Regions from separate parts of the Mus musculus genome. Here all the other regions are linked to region 2. Evidence: chromatin contacts called from public capture Hi-C and promoter capture Hi-C data. All regions are on one chromosome and are shown on one strand. The core of a region is the stretch at or near the end of the contact, and the rest is flanking DNA. Distances in the headings are between cores, read along the strand shown.

What was found. Promoter capture Hi-C pulls out the DNA fragments that hold promoters and counts their contacts. Capture Hi-C pulls out chosen DNA fragments and counts their contacts.
Region 1: a promoter capture Hi-C map of embryonic stem cells shows a contact between it and region 2, with 6 times the contacts expected there. The contact joins the promoter of Elfn2 here to the promoter of A730060N03Rik in region 2. A contact is called at or near these places in 11 of 39 promoter capture datasets (the 3T3-L1 cell line, 3T3-L1-derived adipocytes, cranial neural crest and 5 more), 1 of 484 Hi-C or Micro-C datasets (embryonic stem cells), 1 of 115 datasets of contacts at active chromatin or transcription factors (forebrain) and 1 of 9 other capture datasets (adipose tissue).
Region 3: a capture Hi-C map of embryonic stem cells shows a contact between it and region 2, with 2.9 times the contacts expected there. The contact joins the promoter of 1700041B01Rik here to the promoter of A730060N03Rik in region 2. A contact is called at or near these places in 4 of 39 promoter capture datasets (the 3T3-L1 cell line, cranial neural crest, liver and 1 more) and 1 of 9 other capture datasets (embryonic stem cells).

What each region holds. Positions count from the first base shown.
Region 1 is chr15:78,717,278-78,720,748 of GRCm38.p6, forward strand. It overlaps Elfn2 (leucine rich repeat and fibronectin type III, extracellular 2), which reads right to left and starts at 1,494. Exons shown (of 2, transcript NM_001358692.1): 1 at 1,127-1,494.
Region 2 is chr15:78,116,919-78,120,579 of GRCm38.p6, forward strand. It overlaps A730060N03Rik (a long non-coding RNA gene), which reads left to right and starts at 1,877. Exons shown (of 2, transcript XR_875456.2): 1 at 1,877-3,502. It overlaps Cacng2 (calcium channel, voltage-dependent, gamma subunit 2), which reads right to left and starts at 2,362. Exons shown (of 4, transcript NM_007583.2): 1 at 1,763-2,362. The coding sequence starts at 1,973.
Region 3 is chr15:78,669,235-78,672,757 of GRCm38.p6, forward strand. 1700041B01Rik (a long non-coding RNA gene) reads left to right here and starts at 1,404. Exons shown (of 4, transcript XR_003951540.1): 1 at 1,404-1,694; 2 at 1,973-2,100. Elfn2 (leucine rich repeat and fibronectin type III, extracellular 2) reads right to left here. Exons shown (of 2, transcript NM_001358692.1): 2 at 1-3,523. The coding sequence ends at 2,640.

The sequences.
Region 1 (3,471 bases), core at 244-2,743, 600 kb after region 2:
GCAGGGTAAGAAGAGTCCAGAGCCCTGGGAAGTACCCTTAAGTACCACATGTATCCAGATCTGGCTGAGATTCTGAGCAGTGTCCCCGGCTCATTCTCCTTGGTCATGCCTGACACACCGAGGCCTGGCAGCCTCTATCCTCCTCCACACAATCTCCCCAAGTACGCAGATTCAGAGAGAGAGAGAGAGAGAGAGAGAGGGAGAGAGAGAGAGAGAGAGAGAGAGAGAGAGAGAGACGCACACAGGCACATACAGACACACAGACACATACAAGCTCTCTCCCCTCCAAATATTCCAAGGAAGCCCTGCTGAGCCACAGATTGTGTGTGTGTCTGTGTGGCAATGGGGGTCTATCCTGAGTCAATACACATCCTTTCCACATGCATATACCACCCCACCAGCCAACACACCCACCCTCTACCCCCTCCTAGCCAGTAGCAGTACACACACACACACACACACACACACACACCACTAGGCAATGGTGGGGCTCAGTCAGAGCTGCAGTCTGTCCGTTTATGCTGGTGCTTCTGTCCCACACCAGCCCTGCCGAGGGGAAAAAAATCCAAGTCCTTGCAAGGGTCCCAGCATACCCTAACTCTGGTCCCCCTACTACATTCACAGTGCCCCTGAGAGATAGGGGGCAAGTCGAAAGCCGGTCCCTTCCCCCTGGGCTAGAGATCTAGCCACCCTGTGAAGCCCCCCTTACCAGTGAGATGAATTCCTTGACCCGCCACGACTCAGTGAAAAGCGGGCCGGAGCTCTGGTTCGCCAAAATGGGGGCCAGAGAGGTGCGGCGTGGTACTGGCTAGCAAAACCCTGCTCAAGCTTCTGCATCACCACCGCGAAAATGTTCACCTCGACGCTCGTCCTCCCTGCCCTCCCACCACGCCTCCGCCCAGCCTCTCCCCCACCACCTTGCGCAGGGTGGTCCCTTGGGGGTCTTATGGGGGATCCCCAGACCAAGAAGAACCAAGAAGAGTGGCTCTCCCTGCCTCATCCTCCCCTCCCAGGTCCCTTTCCAAGCCCCACCCCCGCTGGCGGCCAGGGAGCCCTCAGCTCAGCCTGGATTCCCGGGGTCCCCGCCAGCCGCCTGCAGCACTCGGATCCGGAGGAATCCACTCACCTCCAGTCCTGACTGGGATCCGAGCGGGATGCCACCACCTCCCGGCAGCGGCTGCTGCGGGGCCTGCGCCGGAGAGCGAGCGTGAGCGCGGGTGCGAGTGTGCGCGGCGGCCGGCCGTGGCTCTGTGCGTGTCGTGTGTCTGTGGCGTGGCCCGGGCGTGTGTGTCTGTGAGCGTGCGTGTGCGCGCAGACACTGCCACCCCCGCCTCCCGCCGCGTAGGGCTGCTGCCCGCAGAGGGCCCGGGTGCTGGGCGGAGGACCTCAGGGGCTGGCGATCACTGCGTCTGTCGGTCCGTCCGGCTCTGTAGCCAGATCCCTTCACAGGCCTCTCTCCGCTGCAGACCCTCCCGCCCCTCCGCCGTCTGCTTCCACGGCCACAAGCGCGCTCCCAGACACACGCCACGGGGCGGGGGCCGCGCTGGGCTCTGGCGCTACTGCAGCTGCAGCGCCCTGTGAGGTGGCTGCACCGCGGACCGCCAAGCCCCGGGCACCCGCCGAGCGCGCCCCCCGGCCCCGCCCCACCTCGGCCACCTCTCTCCGGGCTATGTCTCAGTTCACCCCACCACCGCCTCCTCCAGCTCATTCAACAGCTGGAGGCAAAGTTGCCCCGGGTGCAGCGCCCTGCTCGAGGACAATCTCATCCCCAACCCCGCTTCCCCCCTTCCCATGCCCGAGCACCCCTTTCCGCCTGCGCCCTGACCCGGTGTTCCGCGTGTAACCACTGGAGAGCACTGCGGTGGAGCTGCTGCGTTCCCATTTTGCAGGCGGGACAGCTGAGGCGGGTGAGCAGAGTGCTTGCCCAAAGTTTATACAGCGAGTCCGAGTCCGTGGAGTCTCCCAATTCTCCCTGCCTCCAAACCAAGGCATTTGGCTACCCCTCGCTGCCTTACCCCATCCCCGGGAGCATATTGGGCTCTGTGGCCACAAAGAGAAACTTCCTAAGGCCTTCCTGGCCACAGCTTAAGCTCCGCTTCAAACACAGACACCACCACCATCACCACCACCACCACCACCTGCAAGGGAGTCTCCCTGCAAGGCAGCGGTAGTTGAGGCTCTGCACCCGAAGCTGGGCACACAAGCAGCTGGTGGGAGTCTGGGCTGATGTCAGGAGTCTCCTCCAGCCGTTGTGACCCGCCAACCCAGACAGTTGAGCTCTGCCGCCGCCAGACTTTGTGCTTCGCAATCACTTTTCCGGGCCGCATTCACCAGAGCCTGTCCTCAGGTGGTGCACAGCGACTCAGCCCGGCTGCTGGAACTCCTAACAGGCCTGGGCTGAGTCTGGACAGATGAATGGGAGCTGATGGGTAGGAGTTGCTCAGCTGAAGGAAGTGGAGAAGGGTATCCCAGACTGCGGGAACGACATGTGCAAAGTCACAGAGGCGGAAAGCATCCTGGTGTACTTAGTACAGAGGGACCCGTGGAGTTGGGTAGCACTAGAGCAGAAAGAAATGCTGTACAAAATCGCCTCGCTCTTGTCATCCGAGGACAGGAAAGTAGCCCAGGATAGGACCAGAAGGGTAGATAAGCGCTGAGACCCAGGCCACCTGTTATGTCACAATTTAGAGAGACTGTGGGGTGTCTCACCTCTAAGCCTCCCGACCTGTACCTTTTTGAGTGGCAGGCGCATTTCTTCCTACCCATCCTTCAGATCTTCTTTGCAGACCCAATGAAACCTTATGCTGCCTCTGTCTACTAACCTAATCCCCTTCCCCGAAGAGGGACCATAAGAACTCAGGGTTCCCTAACCGAGGCTAGGCACCGAGGTGGGTCCAGCTCCAGTAGCACACACCCCACCCCCGCCCCTACCATCCCCCACCCCACCATCTCCCGATCCCACCTCCGCCAAGCTCGCTTCTGTTGAAGAGACGGCTGCCCCTGCGCCCTCTAGCGGATCAAATGCGCGACTGCAGAAAACTCCCTGTGGCTCGCGTGTGCTGAGGTGGGCGCTGGCAGAGGCCTACTAAATCCAGCCCTGGTCCAAGACATTGAGCACTGACTCTGGGAAGCACCAGGCATAGAATTGCAAAGTAACATCTCTGATTCATCTGTATGAGTGTCCCGGTCATCAGCCAGAGTGAGAGTCACACCTTGCCCCACCCCCACCCCCAGCCTCAGTTTCCCGCCTGTAAGAAATGGTTAAGGTCGCACTTCCTTACTGGTGCCTTCTCTTTTCTCCTGGGGCCTGCAAAGCTGGCTAGACTCACTCAGCGGTAGTTTTGAGCTTCCATGGTTCCCACATTCCAGCTTTGAAGGCTGGCCCTTGCAGGGTAGAGATAAGCTGTTGCCAGTTTCCCTCTCTGAGCTCCGTTGTTGCACCACACAGATGATGACATTGGCCGGGGCTGA
Region 2 (3,661 bases), core at 627-3,126:
GCAAACAGCTGCCAGGATCATGTCCCCAAAGCAACCCTCATTCCCTTTGCTTTCTTTCTCTTTCGGCATCAAAGCTTGCCATAAATGTTTAATTACATGGAAGCTGCCTTTTCACTGAAAATGACTGGCGCTATGAAAGGCTTTTCATTTTTTAAGAGAGGCAGAATGCGTGTGTGTAAAACGGTCCCTATTAATTTCCTGATATTGACTCTCTGGCTGAGGAGGAGCACGGAGTGTTCAGCAGAGAGCACCTCTGCAGAATGTTAAAGGCAGCGCTTGGACTGAGAAAGGGTATCAAATGCAGTATGCGTCAAACAGACCATCGCTCAATGAAGTCACTTAGCTATTCAAAACATGTTCAGCCATCACTCAACCGTTTGCACCAAGAACACCGGGAGGGGGCATGTGATGGGAGCTCTTTTCCCAGACCAGTGTTTGGCTTAGTATAGGTTAGACACCCCCCAACCCCCCAGGATCACATCAGTTTTGCCCTCTCCCCCATCTGCTGGCCCCAACTCCCTGCAGCACCATCCCATGTTGAGCTTAACAAACAGTTCTGCAGTGCTCACTTCCCGATGCCACCTCAAAGGGCCTCCAGGCTTGGTTCACATCAGTGGAACACATACAAGCCTCTTTCCATACAGGGGCATATGTGTCTCTCTGTCTGTCTTCCTATAGGTGGCTTTTGCACACAGACAGATATAGCTATGCAAATTCACTCCTTCATATTAAAGTCTGTGGCTAAATGCAGCTTGTATGACCTGCAGAGTTCCCCCCTCTTGTGTTTATTAATGTATCCCAAAAGCACATGCCTTCCTCATGTCCTAGTGTCCTGGCCTTTACATTGTGGGAGCCCCTCAGCCCACAGCACATGCGGCGCACATGCCCCAATGACTCTGCAAGATCAAGACCAACAGCTGACACCCCCACCCCATTTTTTCCCATTCCACCCCTCAACCTCTCCATGCCCTCGCCTCCTGCCTGCACAGTGCTGACTCGACTTGCTTCTGGGTGACAGACATGTCACTCTGCGTGGAAGCAAATCAGCGCTCGGTCTAACCCGCAAGTGACCGCTGTTGATTAGAACTTGGGCTTGTTTCCTGTGAGAGACACATGCATTTTAGACTTCGTAAACGTTAAAAACACACACATACACACAGCCAGCCACCTCGAATGGTACGCGGGGCTCGTAGACATTACGAAATGCTCTTGAACTCGGCTTGAGCTCCTAGAATAATTAGAATCTACCAAATAAGGATTCTTAGAAACAACAGATTTCTTTTTTTAAAGGGAGACTTGCAGATGGTGCTGGGCCTGTAACTTTTGAGGAGCGAGAGAAGAGGAAGAGCATTTTTTTCTGAATCCTTCATTGCAAAAGGCTGAGCAGCACACAGGGAAGCAATTATTTTTCCCTCCTCATAGGTGGCAAAGCCAGACCCAAAGGCAAACCCTAAGGACTCCAAAGCATCCAGAGCACATCTGAACTCTACAGACAATTTCCTGTTTTCACCATACCATAGATCATTCCAATGAGGAGGTTTGGGAGGACGGGGTGGAAGCCAAAGAGTAGAGAGTGTGGGTTCTGCTTATTGATTTTCTTTCCTCTGAAACTAACCCAGTCAACCTTGATCTGCAGCGGCAGCGGCGGAGGGAGTGAAGTGGGAAAATGGTGGAATGTGGAGGGGACTTATTTGGAGGCGGGGGGGGGGGTGTGGAGGGGAGGGGCGGCGTGGGAAGGGGGAGGAGGTTGGAAATCAAATACCTTCGAGGCAGCAGGTTCTCCATAATCCGGAATGGGTCATAACTTCCTCGTTCTTCTTGCTGGTTTCATTCTCACTGACACTTTTGGTCTTGCAAACCCCTCTGGAGTACAGCCAATAGTCGGTTCCCACAGCGATGGTCATCAAGCTGAAGGCAGCGAAAGCACCAACGGTGGTTAAAAGCATTTGAACACCTCGATCAAACAGCCCCATAATTCTTCATTATATAAACACCCAACCGACTTCTGGTTCTCAGGAGCGTGTGTGTGAGGGTGCGATTGGTAATTCCACTACTAATATAATGGATATATGTGTGAATAGAGAATATGGAGAGATATAAAAAAAGGGAGATAAGAAAGCTCACGGAAAAGTGTGTAAATTATAAAGATCACACGGGAAGAGAGGCTTGCCTTTTGAGATCAAAAAACTGTTCCAGTTGCAGCGATTTTTTTAAAAAAAGGGAAAATAAATAAAAAGACACCCCCCCACCCCCCCAAGTGAGATGCCTTAATCTCTTTTCCTAAAATTCTGGTCTCCAGTTTCCATATGTGATCGCTAATTTGGAGATGGCTTCCACAGCGCGCCAGGGTACAGCCGAATTCTCAACACCATCTCTCATGGTCCGGACCTAGACAGTTAGAGACTGGAAGAGCTGGGAAGCAACCTTCGGTCTTCGTTCGCGGCTCTGCGGCCTGCGCCATGAAAATCCGTGGCTTCGCCAGTTCTCTTCCTTGGGGAGGGAGGGGGTCCTCGAGGCGCCTCCGTTTCAGAGGAGACTGCCCAGTCTTCTGCAAGCCCTCGAGCTCAGCTGCACCGGTGAGGGGGTCTCGCCTCCCATGGTTGTGCCCCGGCGGCGGTAACGGCGGCGGCGGCGGCAGCGGCAGCGGCAGCAGGGTTGGCGGGCGCGGTGGCGGCAGGACGAGCAGCCGCGGTTATTGTTGTTGGCGGCGGGGGTAGTGTCGGCGAAGTGGGGGAGGGAGGGGGTTTCTCCCGGAGAATCGAGGCGGGGTTCCCTCCCCCGATCCGCAAAGCTCCTCGGAAGCCAGCGAGCGAGCGAGCGATGGGGCGCGCTAGCCGGCGTCTTGCAGCAGGCAGGCCCGCCCGCCTCCCCCGCTCACGGCCGCGCAGCCCCGGGCCAGGCGCTCCCAGCTACAGCATCGCCGTGGTGCTGAAACGGACAGCTCACCCCGGCCGGGCTCGTCCACTTACTGCATCGCCGTAGTGCTGAAGTGGACAGCTCCCCACGACCGGGCGCTCTCACCTACAGCATCGCCGCGGTGCTGGACTGGACAGCTCTCGGAGCAGGAGCGCCCACCTACTGCGTCGCCGTGGTGCTGAACTGGACAACTCCCCCACTCTGTGCGCTCCCTGCGCTCTGTAGCCGGCCAGGAGTGGGGCCCTGGCCACGGGGCCTCTGTCGTCCGCGGACGGGCCAGGCCAGGGCCAAGCGCAGGGCTGCCTGGCCTCCCGGACTCCTGTTCCACAGTTCCGGAATGAGCGCTGGCCGGGGCCTCCTGGAGCTGGGAGGAAGGCGTAGCTGGCGATCTCTCTCTCTCTCTCTCTCTCTCTCTCTCTCTCTCTCTCTCTCTCTCCTCTTCCCTCCCCCCTTGGTGTTTCTTCCAGTTCAGCCTCCTTCTCATTCCATCTCTACGTGCCCAGAGCTTCAAATACAGTCCTCCCATCACAGTCAGATTCCCACAAAACTTCAATCAGCTGCTTCTCCTGGAAGAGATCCTGGATGGGTAATTACAAACATAGTTTCTATGTGTTGTTCTTCCTCCCCTATTCATGGGTTCCACACTTTCTGGGGAGGGGAGGTTGTTTTATTTTACTGTCTGGATAGACGCATCTCCTGCCTTATTTCCTCTTGATCTTTCTTTCTGGCTAACAGGGGTTGTGTA
Region 3 (3,523 bases), core at 154-2,653, 550 kb after region 2:
CAAACAAGTAGGGACAGAGCCCACTCCACTGTGAGGAGTCTCCCTGGGCATGACACTCCCCTCCTGCAGGGCCCCACGCCTCTCTCCATGAAGCTCCAAGCTCCTAGCCTCCTGTACTCAGTGTGACAGTCCTCTCCATCTGTCCCATGTGGCTGGCCGGGTGCCTCTTTGGAGGGCCCCAGCTTCGTTTCCAGATGGAAACAGCCCGGTGTGGATCCTTCCACAGCCCCTCCCACAGGAACATGGCCTTGAGAACACTCTTCTAAGGCTGCTTTTCCCCGGTGGAGAGGAGGAAGAACAAGCAGAAGTGGTTCAGGACAGAGATGGTTAACAGGGAAGGAGTGTCTGTAAAGATGGAGGAAGGCAGGCAAACACTTGTGGGCCCAATGCCCAGAAAGATGGGAGGAGGGTCTGGGGCAGGGCTAGGTTGGCGGCACCTGTTTTGGTCTTCTGCAGAGCTGGCCCTCCCTGGGTTTCAAGAGCTGCTTGGATCACATGGAGGGAATGGGGGTGGGGAGGGGAGTCTGGACAAACTGGCACATACACGACAGATGTTTGCTCAGAAAAAATACAGTAAAATCGTCATGCAAAGATAACAGGGGTCTGCTTGCTCACGCCCCTAGCCTCTCGGCCTGCCTGCTATTCTCAGGGTGGTCAGTGGGTATAGGGTAGGGTGAGGGGTGGGGTTTGTGGCTAAGGGAGCTCTGTTCTCCACATCCAGGCTGGCCAGTCCCCTCCTCTCCCCAGAACAGTCTTTTTTTTTCTTTATTTTTTATTTTTATTTTTTGCAAATGTCACCCCTGAGTGAGCCCTGGGCTCAGCCCACCCCGAAGTCGATGTGATAGAGGTGTTCAGTCAAGTCTCCCCACCCCCGGTCCTTCCCCATACCCTACCCCCAAGGATAGCCCTAGCTTTCCTGGTCAGAGCCCTCACCGGTCAAGTGAGATGCCTCTCGCCCACCATCCTCCTCACTCAAGAGTCACAAATCTCTTATCTCATGTAAGCCAAAAAGAGCAGCAGGAATGAAGGAGTCTCAGGAAGTTGGGGTTGAGCTGAGAAGGCTCCTCCCTATCTCAATGGGAAGCTAAGGGGCACACAGGCAGGGGGCAGAACTGCCCAGTACAGCTGTCCCAATGCCCCACAGGCCCACTGCCCACTCAAAGGCAAAGGACAATGCCTTAGCCTAGTCTCGGGACTCCAGAGCTTGTCCCCAGAAGCTCTTGGCTCTCGAGAGAGCTGCCACCTGGCCAGGCTTCCTTTACCCCCCTCTGCTGCCACCCACACTGAGAGAACTCAGTGAGAGAGCCCAACGGTTGGTCAGTTAGTCGCTCTGGGCACCAACTGCCAGGCTCTGGGTTGCCATGGCAACGGACTAGCTAGGGAAGGGGAGGGGCCAGGAACCTGGCCCTGCACCCTGACCAGGGCAGTAGGAGGCACCTCACTGTTTGTGCTTTGATTGGTGTTGGGAGTGGGTCATAAAGAGGATGGTGGCCATTTCCATGGAAATATGGGAGTCCCTCTAAGCCAGGGGATAAGACAGGGTGGGGTGGGGCAGATGCCCTCCTGGGCAGGCCGAGATGCTGCACACAGCAGGAGCCAGACAAGTGGGGTGCAGGGTGCAGGGAGAGATCCCCACATTCTACATCATCTCCACACTGGCCCCAGGCCTTGTCATTCACTGTTGCCTCTCTGTGGTGGGTAGGAGTCCCGGAGACCCAGAGAAACTAGGGGCTGTGGCATGGGGGCCTACACCTGAGATACCAGTGGGGAGCAGGTCTACCCACCACCCCACACCCAGGCAGCTCCCCAGGGCTACTTGGAAGACACTTGAAGGGGGCTGGTGGCACCCTTTGCCTCTGCTTCTGTCTGGTTAGCAGGACATTGCTTACTCTTGGCCTCCCAGGGCTAGGGACCATAGCCTTTCACCTTGTAGATGCCCATGGACTTTCTAAAGAGCACCTGCCTGCTTCAGTCCCTAGACCCCTGAGACCACAACTTTGGAAGGAGTAGCAGATGAATGGGGGCGGAGCCCAGAGGAGCAGCTGGAGGCGGGGCCAGCACTGGGCCAGGAAGCTGGGAGACAGAGCTGTAACCTGTTGGGTGAGAGACCCCTAGGGCTTCTTTTCCTCTCTCTGGGCCATCCGTAGTGGGAGGAGAGGATGCCCAATGTCCACATGTTGCCACGTCTCCAAGGGAAATGTTCCCAAGCTTGGAGGATAGCCTCTCTGAACAAGAGGCCTGTGGTTGACCTCTACCCAAATCTCTTTTGCCACCAAAACCCGCCTGAGTCTCAGGCCCCCCACACCCTCTCTGGCCTCTTTCCCCAGCCCAGCAAGAAGTCCCTTGGGCAGCACAGTAGAGACAACTGGTGTCAGTAGCAGGTTGTAAACTTTAAGGAAAATGTTTGTTTTCCTGTCCGCTATTATTGGGTGTTGGTTACTTCACAGTCAGGTGGTGGTCAAGTGTGTGTGTGTGGGTGCGTGTGTGCGTGTGTGCGTGTGCGTCCACTCCTAGGCCCGGGCCCCTCGGCCCCAGGCTCCTTGGCCTGTCTCCCGTCTCCCGGCCACCCTGTTGGGGGGCCCTTCCCCCAAGTCCCCTTGCCCTCCTCCCCATCACCTCACCGGTGGGGGAGGAGAGGGTCACAGCTTCTGCTGGGCTGAGACCCCCTTCCAGTAATCAAGGATGTCATGCAGGTCCTCATCCTTCGCGAACTGGACCTTCTTACGCAGGGCGTGGCCGGCAGCCATGTATACCTCCTCGCGATGGTGTTTCTTGTAGGGCCGGAAGCGCTCCCAGATCTTATGTGTGCTCTCAGACGAGTACTCGGGGCTGGAGGAGTACCCTGAGTAGTAATGTCTGGGGGAGAGCTGCGAATAGGTGGAGTCTCGCTTAGAGCGGGTCAGTGGCTTGAGGAAGGACACACGCTGGCTCAGGCTGTCGGCGCCCTCCTCGTAGTAGAGAGCGGGGAAGCTGTGCCGGTGCTCGCTGCAGTGGTAGGCCGGCTTCACCTCCAGGTGGTGGATGCCACCACCCCCACCACTGCTCCCGCTGCTGCCCGTGGGCACCAGGGGAAGCCTGTCCAGCGGGCTGTTGAGGGGGCTGCCTTTCTCAATGTACTTGGAGTCGCTCTTAGCCAGTCCCGTGGGGGTCGGGTGGTCTGGCACATCCAGACTGAAGACCTTGGCGCTCTTGATGGAGCCACTGGACGACACGCTGCAGGTCTTACGGCTCACTGCGGCGTCGGCGCTCAGCTGGCGCTGCAGCGGGTGGTGGGAGCTCTCCTTGTAGGGGGGTGACAGGAAGCTGGGCCGCTCCAGCGCCCCGGGAGTGGCAGCCGAGGAGGCAGCAGGAGCCGCAGGGAGGGACTGGCACTCGAAGGCCAGATCGGAGTCCCCGCCGCCTCCACCGCCGCCGCCACCCCCAAGGAAAGAGGCTGAATCCAGCTTGAGGGCATCGATGCAATTGTTAATGATCTGGTTGACCTTGTCCACCTCCTTGGCAATGGTGGAGATCTCAGCCGCTG